Linked DNA regions of Mus musculus: all the other regions are linked to region 1. The links are chromatin contacts, called in public promoter capture Hi-C maps. All regions are on one chromosome and are shown on one strand. The core of a region is the stretch at or near the end of the contact, and the rest is flanking DNA. Distances in the headings are between cores, read along the strand shown.

Region 1 (4,134 bases), core at 603-3,102:
GCCTCGAACTCAGAAATCCTCCTGCCTCTGCCTCCCAAGTGCTGGGATTAAAGGCGTGCGCCACCACTGCCCAGCCTATGTCAGCGTTTCTTTCTTCATCTCATTTCTGTCTCTTAGACCAATTAGATCACATTAAAGATTTATGTTGGCTATATTTTGTGATTGTAGAATTGGGCAACACCTCATTCCATGAGCCAAAGTGTGTCTTGATGCCTCGGAGGGGAGTCATTCCCTAGACAGGAAGCAGAAATAAAACAAAAGAGAAGGCCTGAGCATGTTTTCCTTGGGAGGCTAGGAGACAAAGAGGGAAGTGCAGAGATCTGACTGGTTGATAGGTCAGATTTCTCCAGTGTACTTTTCATAAGGACCAAGGCAGGCAGAACATAGTTACCATGCTTGCTGTGATTGGCAGGGCTAGGACATGTGGCCATTGCCTCTGTCTGTCCTGATTTCTTAGAAGGTTAGAAAGCTAGTTTTAATTTGCTACCATAGAACTCCATTATGACTGATACCATTTTAGTTTATTTACTTACTCTCAATGTGCCACCAGGCCTAGCCTATTTATTTATTTTACTGTGTGTGCTTGTGTGTGTGTGTGTGTGGGGGGGGTGTCTTGGGGACTGAACTCGGGTATCAGGCTTGGTAGCCGATCTGGTCCGGTCTTTAGTAGAGAAAACAAAAGAAGTTGGCAGGAGGCAGGGAACTGTTATTATAACAAAACACCTGAGGTAGGCTACTTTAAAGAAAAGAGGGTTCTCCTTGCTCAAATTTCTAGAAGCACAAGGTTCAAAGAGAATGACGTGGGCAATGTCTAGGGCCTCTTCCTTGCTGGTGTCACATTGCCATGGAAGTCAACTGGTTCATTTGTGCCTGTTCACTCTTTCTTTCCCTATATGAACTCCACCAGGATTCTTGTAATGTCTTATTCTAAAGATCCCACCTCTACATTCCACAGTTAAGCTAGATAGTAATGACACACACCTTTGATTTCAGCACTCAAAAGGCAGAGACAGGAAGATCTTTGAGTTTGAGGCCAGCCTTATCTGCAGACTGAGTTCCAGGACAGCCAGGGCTACACACACACACACACACACACACACACACACACACACACAAACCCAGTCTCAAAAAAACAAAAACAAAACCACAGAAAAACACCATAGTCGTGCTAACTTTCCACTCTTACTGTTTGGTTGCTTATTGAGACATGTTCTCTCTACACAGCTCTGACTGCCCTGGATTGGAGCTCACTATATAACCAGGTTGGACTTGTACTCCGAGATCTGCCTGCCTCTGAAGCCCAGTGCCTGTGTTTAAAGACTTCTGCAAACACACCCATCAAATTTCCATTCTTTTAAACGTACACATAAGACGCTGGGAACTAAATTCCCTTGAGTTTACAAAACAGACTATATTTAAAACGTAGCAGGCAACGAAGTCATTGGCTTGCCCATATTTCCAGAGCAAGAATTTAGGCAGTGTTAGTTTCTTTACTCATTTGTGCTTTATTTACAGGGTCACATTGTTTCTCAAAAGCCGGCCAAGGAACACAGGTCTCCGAATCATGCCTACAGACTCTCTAAGGCAGACTCTAGGAATCTGCACTTTTACAAGCTCCTGAAAAATCTGTCTTGCACACGACCATTTCAAAGACTAGTGTTCCCTAGGTGACAGCAGCTCCATCTAAAAAAAAAAAAAAAAAAAAGAGCCTTGGCGGTCCCCGCAGCCTCATGGGAAATGTAGTTTCTTCTCTCCTTCCCGCCTCAGGCCTCTTGGAGCGCTCGCCGGAAGAAGCCGAGCCAATGCGGAAACAGCCGAGTGTTTCGAGGCGGGCCTTTTCCTGCTCGGTTGCATGCTGGGAAAGGGCAGTTTCCGTTAGCTGCAGAAGGCTGAGGCGCGCCACCGGCCACCTCCCCACGTGAAGCAGTTGTGCGAGCATCGCCACGCTGGGCAGCTGTCTACCCGCGTCCGAGCGCTCCGGAAGCGGCGGGGGACCGGAAGTGGCCCGCGGAGGCTGCAGAGAACCGGGAACCCTCTGTGAGGCGACTGGCAGCAGCGCTACGACGGCGCCATGTCCCTGATCTGCTCGAGTGAGTGCTGGCTGCGGCGGGAGGCGGGAGCGTGTGTGGCCCCTGTGGCTCGGGCCCTGGAGCTCCCGGCCCTGCGTGCAGGGTGCATTTGCGCAGGGCTGCGCAATTCACGTAGCTGGGAAGAATGACTGTCTCAGGGGTCTTTTGAAACCGGCGTCGTTTTACAGAGCTGAGACAGGCCTGAGCAGAAGTGGGGGGGAGGAGCTGGTGCAGTGAAAAACAGCTCTTGGTGTCAAAAAACCCGAGGACATGCCCAGGATCCGCCTCCAATTGTGATCTGGGCTCTAGCGGGTTTGGGCCTCAGTTTCCCCATCTGCAAAATTGAAAGCATTGCAGTGGGCATTGCTTGGGAAACCTCGCTTAGGAATCGGACTTTCCGATTTGCAGAGATCACGCAGTGACTTCGAGACAGGGCTGGAAGCCAGGTGTCTGGCTTCTAGCCTCGCGCAGTATGACTAATGAAAACAGCGAATGTTTAGAAAACCTGTATTGATTTACGATGCATTTCCAAACGGTGATCTCATTTTATGCTTACAAGAATTGTCTGAAGGGAAATAAAGATCCGTGAGTTACAGAGGGTGTCGGAAGTCTTGAAGAATGGGTTTACCTAGGGGTGTGCGAGGAAGCTAAGCAGTGGAGCTTGGCTCTTTGAGCCTGGATCCATGGTTTTCCCGTGCACTATGCTGTCCTGTCTTGGGGTGTTGTATTACGGCATTGCGGGTGTTCTCCCATATTGTTTACCACGTTACTAGATTCCTCGCCTTCTCTATTTCCCTCTCAGAACGTTGCCATTAGTTCAAAGAAGGAAAAGGAGGAGGGAAATGACAAGCAGAAAAGGAAATCTCATACTAGAGAAATTGCAGTTTGCAAAGTATTTACAAACGATTTGTTTTCTTTCCATCTTTGAGACCACACTCTTACGTGCCCAGGGCTATCCTTCCTCTGGTAGAAGAGGGAAAGCTCCCAGAAAGCTTTAGTCGTCGAGTAGTGTGATAAACCAACAGAATAGGACAGGAAGGCCGTGTACAAGATACGGGTTTTAAATATGGCACAAATCCATACTTAATAACACATGCATGGGAGTCCTGCAAAAATAGGTGATTCTAAGAGAAGCCACGGAGAAGAATAGGAGCTTGAACCTTAGGATGGTGACTCACAACCTATGGGAGGCTGAATAGAATTGTGTGGTGAATAAGAGCTGTTTTGTGATGTGACAAGTCGCTATCTTAGAGCAGCTTTCAGAAGAGTCTGATGTGGAGGTAGCTTCCACTTGTCTGCTAAAGTGAACCAGTTGACCCTGTTTAGGGGAAGGTAGAGAAACAAGTCTGAGAAGGTCAGAGAGACCTTGGTTTTAAGCCTGCTTTTGGGGCCTTCATTTCTTTATTTTTTATTTTGGTAGTTAAGCATGCTCAAGGCTTCGTACTTTGGAATATTCTTTTCTGGGCCCCGGGACTTTTGCACTCATTTACCCTGTTATGATGTTTATCAAGTGTCAGCTTAGTATCTGCATTGTCCTGGAGGTCAGTGACAGCTGTAACGGCCATCTTCAAGGGTACACAGACTATTCTGTCAAGCGCTTAGAATAGAATCTTGCTTGGCATGTAGTAGCAGAGCTCTTTGTTTGCTTGTTTTCATTTTATCAGTACTTGTCACGTTGCTTCGGAATTTCTCCTGTTGATCTGTCTAGGGCTCCCACTGGATGACAGGTTTGAGTTGTGCTCTGTGTGCTTCTCTGTCCATCTCGGTTCAAAAATGAGATGGGCAGGACTTACTGACCACTCTGTACAGTACTGGCACATAGGATCTGGGCAGTTATTATTTATTGACTTTTATTATCAGCAGACCAGAGAATTTAGCTAAGTAGTTGGCGAGCATTGTAGGACCAAGTACGGGCAGGCTTGCTGTCACAGACCTTGCTTCCTGATAGCTGACTAGGAGGACATGGTCTTGTTGGGGCTGACACAATGAAGAATCTCCTCTGCCCACGTCTCCTTTTCTCCTGTGCTCACTCTCACTACCTGTCTTTCTCTATAGTCTCCAATGA
Region 2 (4,134 bases), core at 1,193-3,692, 2.1 Mb before region 1:
GGGAGGCAGAGGCAGGCGGATTTCTGAGTTCGAGGCCAGCCTGGTCTACAGAGTGAGTTCCAGGACAGCCAGGGCTACAGAGAGAAACCCTGTCTTGAAAAACAAACAAACAAACCAAAAAAAGTTCACACAGTATGAAACACTTTTTACTTCCACATATTGTAATCACCTTTCCATATCAATAAATGGATGTCTTCAATCTTCTTTTTAACCCAGTGTCCTTCTGTTTATCTCCTGGCTGTCTCCAGGATCGACGAGAATGTGCTTGGAGCCCAGCTGGATGTGGAGGCAGCCCATTCAGAGATCCTCAAGTACTTCCAGTCAGTTACCTCCAATCGGTGGCTCATGGTCAAAATCTTCCTCATCCTCATTGTCTTCTTCATCATCTTTGTGGTCTTCCTTGCCTGAACCCTCCTCCCTCATTCTGAGCCACTCCATGGAGGGCTTGGGATCCTCCTGGGAGGACAGGTGGCTACTATTGCCACTGAGCCTGTGCAAGGTGGTTGGGAGAAAGGCCATTTCCTTGGAACTGCTAAGAATGGCCAGTGTCCCTGATTCCCCACCCTTGTCTCTGGCCACTCTGTCCTATCCTCAGGCCCATGAAACACACTGGTTCTGGATTTGGACTCTGCTGTGAAGAGGCTGGGAACAGAAGCCAGCTAGGGGCCAGTGGGGGAGGTTGTCTCCACCTTGAGATTTTTATAAGCCTATAACCAGCCTCCCCCAAACGTAACTGGCAGCAAGAGGAGAAAACGCCCTTCCTTCTTGAGAGGCAAGAATCCTCAAGAAGTATCCAAGGGACCAACTTCATCATCTGGGTCAGCTAGAACTTGACTGCCGCCTTCTCCTCACCATGTGAGGTGAGGGGGCTCTGAGCCCTACAGTTGCCTGCACAAACCTGACTTTGGCTACTGGTGACTCTCAATATGCCAAACATGCTGCAGCCTATTTCCTCCCAATTACAGCAAGACTGTCAGCCTCACTAGTGTTGATGTCATTTCTGGGGGGGGGGGGGGGACTTCAGCAAAAAGCTAACCACTGCCCAATACCAGAACCAAAAGGGTTAAGTCAGTGACTCTGATGGGCCCCTACTGATAGGCAGGGTAGCTCCGGAGCTCTGTACACACAACTCCCCCCTAGAAGCGAGTAGCCAAGTACAGCAGCACTTCATAAGAGTTTTCCTTTGGACTAAGTGGGTTCATAATTGGGCGGCAACTTCCAAGACAGTACCCATAAGTTTGAGCCTGTTTTGTATCTTCAAATCAAGTCATGCTCCATGCCTACCAGCACCCCATCTGCTTCCCCCTCCCACAGCAGCATCTGGATCCAAGGCTGCAATAGTCCTAGCCACACCAGAAAAGTTTCCTAGAGCTCTTGGGTTTGACATTAAAGTTTCAGTCAACACTTGGGAGTTGGAAGCAGGTGAATTTCTTGAGTTTGTGGCCAACTTGGTCTACAAAGCAAGTTTCACAGAAACCCTGTTTCAAGAAACAAAACCCAAAACTAGCAACTTTCCCTAGCTACCTACCTAGCTGACCTGGGTCTACCAATTAGGCTTCAGTATGACAGACTGAGTGAAGTGAAGATCAAGGCTTAAGGCTCACTAGATCCCTGATTTTGTTTTGAGATGGTCTATGTAGTGTTCCCTATCTCTGAACTGGACAAAGTATTGATAGTAAGACTAAAGCTTTTTTATTTTATTTTATTATTTTATTTTTTTTGGAGGAAGGGTCTCTACATAGCTCTGGCTGTTCTAGAAATTTCTATAGAGCCAAGACTGGCCTCAAACTCAAAGATCTGCCTGCCTCTGCCTTCCAAATGCTGGGTTTAAAGACCTGCTCCACTACACCCGACTTGACTTTTTTTTTCATTAGTCAATTTAAAAGACCTTTTTTCATTAGTCAATTTAAAAACCTACGAAGGACAGGATTTCGTTTAATTCACACTTGGGTTTCACACTGGGCATGATACTGTGCTGGAGGAAGAAAAGTTCGCATTAGTTAAGGTTCCTGCTCCAGTGGGGCTTACATTCCAATTTTCTATTTCGTCATAATTCGTCGTGGAGATGAGAAAAGCTAAGAGGGCATAGGCCAGCGGCTGGCAAGGAACTGAGCTGCGACTTACTCGCTGCCGGGATCCCACCGGCGGGGACTGTGGGCCGTTACTCCCGTTCAGAGGCCAGGTCTCCATTCTTGTGTGTAGCCCTCGACCCTGCTCCTCTTGAGTTCAGTGCTAACGCAGAGGGTTTAGCTCCGGGACCGGGCCAGCGAAGAAATAGGAAGGCGGGGCCGGCCGATAGGCCATCCGGCCGGAGCTCCGGCCGTGGGCGGGCCTCGGAGGGCCTGGCCACGCCCCCGAGCGGCCGCCCTGCTTCTGCGCAGGCTCAGAGAGCGCGTTCACGTCCCGCGGCACCGCCCACATCCTGGGGACGTCGGCGGCGCGCGACGTGCTTCGCCGGATAAATGCGGTGGCGCCGGTCGTAGGAGAGATTCTGTCCTGAGCGCTAAGGCTCCTTGGCGTTTGGTGGCGTCAGGTTCTGCGCCTGAGCCCGCCCCTGTACCTGCCTGTGCCATGGCGGACGAAGGGAAGTCATACAACGGTCAGTGCGGGGCCTCGGGCCGGGAGGCGACGCGGTGGGTTGGGGTGGGCGGCCCTGGCCTAGGCCTCAGCCCGGGGGCGGGAGGCCGCGAGGAGCCCTACGTCCGTAGGTAGCGGTGGCCGCGCGGGCAGGGGGCGCGGGGCGCCGCGGGACCCAGGGGCTCCAGAGTCGCCCGGATTCAGGCGTTGGAGAACCTGTGGCTCAGGGGTGGGGTGACAAGATTCCTTTCAACTTTGAGGGTGGTTGATGCCTGTCAGTTCAGTTTGGCGGCCCGACTCTTCCTTTAAATGTGAGTCAGTAGTCGCTTGGTCGTGGGCTACCCTGGTGCCCTATTTTTCTTTTTCTTTTTGTGATACGATCAGTCTGTTCTTGTAGCTTGCTGCTTATTGTTTATCAAATTTCTAGTCGGAACACCTATCCTGACATGTTAATTCATTGTGGTGGTTAGGACACTATGACAGCTGAGGTTTGAATCTGGAGTTGGCTGTACTAAACCCGAGTGAGTTAAACTTTCAGGCCTTGTTTTCCGCCTCTTTCATGTGGGTACCTGTCTCCCAAGTTTGTGTGCATGTGCGTGTGCGTTTGTGTGCGTATGAAATAATTTCTACCAAGTGCCTAGAACACAGTAACTGGAGTGGGAATTTTCTTCCGTGAACCGTAGTTTCACTGTCTCTTAATGTATTCCTTTTTACTAGGGTTGCTTGGAGAGGATCGTTGTTTAGAGGATGCTAGATATTAGGTGGATTTCTTTGAAAGTTATACCTTTTTTGTATTTGTGTAATACTGATGATTTATCCAGGCCTGAAAAATAGCTACCCAATGAACCTTTATTTTAATTCAAATATAATTACTTGGTCTCCTTTCTCTAGCCATTCCCATTGTCAACTCTCTCCCCAAATTCATCCAACATGCAGAGCCCATTTAGTGTTAATGTGTATATATTTGTTTCTAAAGCTTACCATTTGGGATTGGATAACCATTTAGGGAATTCATCCCTAGGGAAGGCTAATTCTCCCTTACAGGGTCAGCCCTAGTATCCCAGGCTGGCCTCAGTCAGTCTCCCTGTGTCAGCTTCCCAAGTTCGGTATTGCATAGACTTTTACTTTTTTTTGGGGGGGTTGGGCTCCTAGAGTTAAACTCAAGGTCTGGCAAAAAGGAAAATAAATAGAACCAAGTGTAGTAGTGCACTGTTTAAGGTAAGAGGATCAGAGGTTCCAGGTCATTCCCTGTGTGCCAGGCCTTCTGTTCTCCCACAGAGCTATAGACAAGGAAGGATGAAAATCCCTTGTTTTTTCGAGACAGGGTTTCTCTGTGTAGCCCTGGCTGTCCTGGAACTCACTTTGTAGACCAGGCTGGCCTTGAACTCGGAAATCCGCCTGCCTCTGCCTCCCAAGTGCTGGGATTAAAGGCATGCGCCACCAGGCCCGGCTGTTATTTTTTTGAGATGGTTCACCAAGTTGTCCAGACTGACTTGAAGTTTCAAATTCTGCCTCAGCCTGGGTGGTGTGTGTGTGTGTGTGAAGGATAGGATAGGC
Region 3 (4,134 bases), core at 759-3,258, 2.1 Mb before region 1:
TTCCACTGCTACTGATTCATGTTTGCTATCCTGACTCTCCCAAACTGGACTGCTGGTGTATCCATGAAGTGTTTGCGAGTGGATCCAGCTGCTGCTGCTAACCAATAAACTGAACTGCTGATTTCTGGACAATATAGACAAGATACTAAGATACTAAGATATTATCAGGACTCAGATAATAGAGAGAAGCTCAGGAGTGTTAGGTCATCCTTGGATACAAGAGCAAATATGAGGACAGCCTGTGTTAAGTGAGGGCTTGTCATTTTAAAGGAAAAAAAAAAAGGAGAAGGTACAGGGTGGGGGAAATGTTTCTTCAATACTGGTCACCATTGACCTGCCTATAGCTCCTGCTGGTGAGACATTGGCAGGAGCACTCTAAGTTCCAAGACAACCTGTGCTACATGTGGAAATCCTCTCAAGCAAACAAGAAGTAGCTCAATTGAAAAAATAAACAAAACTCCATTCGTGGAACTATTTCCAGGGACTCATGGTGCAGCTCTGGTGGCCTAGAACTCACTATATTGACCAGGTTGACTTTAAACTCTCAGAGATCTGCCTGCCTCTATTTCCCAAGTGTTGGGATTAAAAGAGCACATCACCTACACTTGGGTTTTATGCTGTCCAGGCTGTGCTGAAAGTTTGTTGTTCCGGCTGGCCTTGAAGTTCCGATGCTCTGTCTTCTACCTCCTGAACATATTGTGGACATGCACAACCACATGTGTATTATGGGACCAAACAGGACTATCTTTGGAGGCAAACTACCATCCTCCTCAGAACTTTAGCTGGGTCTGCAGGCAGAAGACCACCTCAGCTGTGCTTGCTGACTGTTGACTTTCCCTTATAGGATGAGGGGCTGTGGAGGGTCATGAGACCCTCACTTGAGTATCCAGTCACTTCCCTCAACCAGTTCCCTAATTGCACATGACCCCAGGATCTCCAGGGCTGGGTGTGTGTGTAATATATATATTACATATATTACCTGATTGATATACATATATATATATATATATATATATATATATATATATATATATATATATATATATATATATATATATATATATACCCAGAATTCTATAGGTGGAGAATGACTTAGGGAGGGAGCTCCATCTATATGGCTACAGGAACATTATGCTGGGTAAACCCTTTAGCCAGGGACTTCTGAAGTGGCTCACCCACACTCCTGTAAGTAACCCCTCACCTAGGCTCTGTAAGAAAGGCCAATAAGTTCTCAGGGGCCCAAGGTACTAGTGGCATAGTACCTTGGTTTATCATTGGGACCTTACAGAAGAGTTTTTTGTTTTGTTTTGTTTTCTCTACTTATTGACTTTACATTCCGATCGCAGCCCCCCTCAGGGAAAAGATTTTAACAACACAGATATCCTTAGACTCTGTCCCATTTCTGTCCTTACTAGGGCTTGCCTAGAGAACAGTCCATCATCTTCATAGAGTTAGAGGTAGTTACTAACACCACTACTGAGCCTGAACTAGTGGCGCATCCTGTAATTTTCGAGGACCAGATCTGCAAGAGTGAACTGCACTTTTGGGAGGTGTGGCTTACTGCCCACTGTTTCGGCAGAGCTTGGTCTAGACGTGGGCCTACAGGTTATCACACCATTTTGTTATAGTTCTCCTTCTAGGTAGTCCGCAGCAGAAACAGGCTGTATACTCCCGAATACACTGCGTTACTGCCAACCTCGCCCCACCCAGGCGGGTAATTTCCCTATGGGAAACAGATGAATAAGTTCAGCCAATCCTGAGGTCTCTGAGGGAAGGCGGGATGAGGAAGAAAAGTTTAGGACAGGAGCAACAACCAATTGTGAGCCTCGACGCCTGAGCAATGGCAGGGATTGCCCATTTGGAGAAGCCGGTTATCGAGGGGCGGGGTAGCTCACAGTGAGCCAATCCACAACAAGAGAGGGCAAGCTTGAGCCAATTAAGATAGCGGAGGTGGGAAGAGGCGGAGCTCTCCTAGTAGCTGCTAGGTCGTGGGTGAGGGCTCAGCTTTCTCTGCTAGTTCCTACGTTGGGAGTCCTTAGCCTTGGAGTTCGAGAGGGAAAAGCGCAGGAAGTTCCGGGTCTGGGGCGTGAAGGCATCACCCGGGAAAGCTTGGGCGCAAAAGACAGTCCTAGTTGGAGGACTCATTGTAAGGCACCGGCTGAGAATCGAGGAAGCACAGGCTGCTTAGGGGGCGGGACTTCCGGGGGCAGGGCTTTTTTTCGAATAGGGGCGGGGACGATTCCTAAGGTTAGGCTCAGGGGGCGGAGCCAACAGGTCTTTGGGTGGGATAGTGGAAAAAGAAGGGCAGTTAACTGAAACATGGTTGGGGGTGGGGGACAGCATGTTGCCAGAGGCCTTGGGTGGTCAGCTCTATTTAAGGGCTGATGTGGAGGTTGCTATGGAAGTTACCTAATTTACTGTCCTTTCTTCCCAGGGAGTCAGTGGTAGGGAACTCTCTTGGGCACCCTTCCCTCCTTGGGGTGCTATGGAGTTCCCAGAACACAGTCAGCAGCTGCTTCAGAGCCTGCGGGAGCAACGGTCCCAGGGTTTCCTTTGTGACTGCACTGTGATGGTTGGTAGTACCCAGTTCTTGGCCCATCGGGCTGTGCTGGCCTCCTGCAGCCCATTCTTTCAGCTTTTCTACAAGGAGCGGGAATTGGACAAGAGGGACCTGGTGTGTATTCACAATGAGATTGTCACGGCCCCAGCCTTTGGGTTGCTTTTGGACTTTATGTATGCTGGCCAGCTGGCCCTTAGGGGAGATACTCCTCTAGAAGATGTGCTGGCAGCTGCCAGCTACTTGCACATGAATGACATTGTTAAGGTTTGTAAGCAACGATTGCAGGCCCGAGCTCTGGCAGAGGCAGACAGTACCAAGAAGGAAGAGGAAACCAATCCTGCTAGTCTGGAGTTTTTGTCAGGCAGTTCTCGAGGCCCACAGCCTTTACTGGCATCTGTTGAACCGTCAGCCCGCTGGAACAAAGAGGAATGGAAGGGTCCAGCCACTCCCTTACCCATTGCTCATCCTGCAGATGAGCCACCAGTATCTGGGGGGGCAGACACTACACAACCAAGCATGGAAGTTGACTCATCACATCTTCGGGCACCTCCTCCACCAGTGGCTGATGTCTCCGTCTCTCTTGCCAGCCCAAGTAGCTCTACAGAGACCATTCCTGTAAACTACTTCTCTTCTGGCCTTCCAGGAGTTTCGGTGGAGCCCTTGACTCCTCTTGATGTGGTTCCTGAGAGTCTGAGGGTGGTGGAACCAAGGGATACTGGAGGACCATTGCAAGGCTTCTATCCCCCAGCTCCAGCCCCACCCCCAGCGCCAGCCCCAGTTCTATCCCAGGCTCCAGCCCCAGTTGAAGCTGAACTGGTCCAGGTAAAAGTAGAAGCTATTGTGATCTCTGATGAGGAGGCTGACTTGTCAGAGGAACAGCCCCACAGATCTGAAGGGCTGTTCCCACCTGGAGGAGCAGTGTATGGGGGACAGCCCTCACAGGCAGAGGCTTTTGAGGAGCCAGGGGCAACAGGACTAGAGGAGGTGGGGCCAAGTGACCACTTCCTGCCTCCGGAATCTCATCTACCATACCATCTGCTGCCAGGTCCAGGGCAGTATCATCGAGGGCTGGTAACCTCACCCCTGCCTGCACCAGCAGCCCTGCATGAACCACTCTACCCTCCTCCTGAGTATGAAGCAGCCCAAGGGAGCTTTGGAAATTTTACAGAGGATGTTCCCACCTGCAAGACTTGTGGAAAGACCTTCTCATGTTCTTATACACTAAGGCGACATGCCACAGTGCACACACGTGAGCGGCCCTATGAGTGCCGCTATTGCCTACGAAGCTACACACAGTCAGGGGACCTCTACCGCCACATCCGCAAGGCTCACAATGAGGACCTGGCCAAACGCAGCAAACCAGATCCAGAGGCTAGCACCATTCTAGGGGTGCAGCCCCTCTCTGGCTCCCAAACGACAGAGAGACATAGCAGTGGTGGTGGAGGTCCACCCAAAGAATTTGCACTTGGTCCTAAAAATTAACATCTGGGGAGCATGAACTGATGCCAGGCCTGCTCTTACCATTGCTAGATGGCTACAGAGAAGGCTGGAAGCACCTCATCACTCCAGGGTGG

Evidence for each region. Promoter capture Hi-C pulls out the DNA fragments that hold promoters and counts their contacts.
Region 2: a promoter capture Hi-C map of pre-B cells shows a contact between it and region 1, with 2.1 times the contacts expected there. A contact is called at or near these places in 3 of 39 promoter capture datasets (cranial neural crest, liver and pre-B cells) and 1 of 130 datasets of targeted methods (astrocytes).
Region 3: a contact with region 1 is called in a promoter capture Hi-C map of hippocampal neurons, with 3 times the contacts expected there. A contact is called at or near these places in 1 of 39 promoter capture datasets (hippocampal neurons) and 1 of 484 Hi-C or Micro-C datasets (muscle stem cells).

What each region holds. Positions count from the first base shown.
Region 1 is chr19:10,893,379-10,897,512 of GRCm38.p6, forward strand. It overlaps Prpf19 (pre-mRNA processing factor 19), which reads left to right and starts at 1,853. Exons shown (of 16, transcript NM_134129.4): 1 at 1,853-2,090; 2 at 4,125-4,134. The coding sequence starts at 2,072.
Region 2 is chr19:8,754,661-8,758,794 of GRCm38.p6, forward strand. Nxf1 (nuclear RNA export factor 1) reads left to right here and starts at 2,443. Exons shown (of 21, transcript NM_016813.2): 1 at 2,443-2,599. The coding sequence starts at 2,572. 1700023D09Rik (RIKEN cDNA 1700023D09 gene) reads right to left here and starts at 2,309. Exons shown (of 2, transcript NR_132423.1): 1 at 2,125-2,309; 2 at 129-490. It overlaps Stx5a (syntaxin 5A), which reads left to right. Exons shown (of 10, transcript NM_019829.4): 10 at 249-982. The coding sequence ends at 408.
Region 3 is chr19:8,800,540-8,804,673 of GRCm38.p6, forward strand. It overlaps Zbtb3 (zinc finger and BTB domain containing 3), which reads left to right and starts at 2,009. Exons shown (of 2, transcript NM_001098237.2): 1 at 2,009-2,146; 2 at 2,435-4,134. The coding sequence starts at 2,486. The coding sequence ends at 4,042.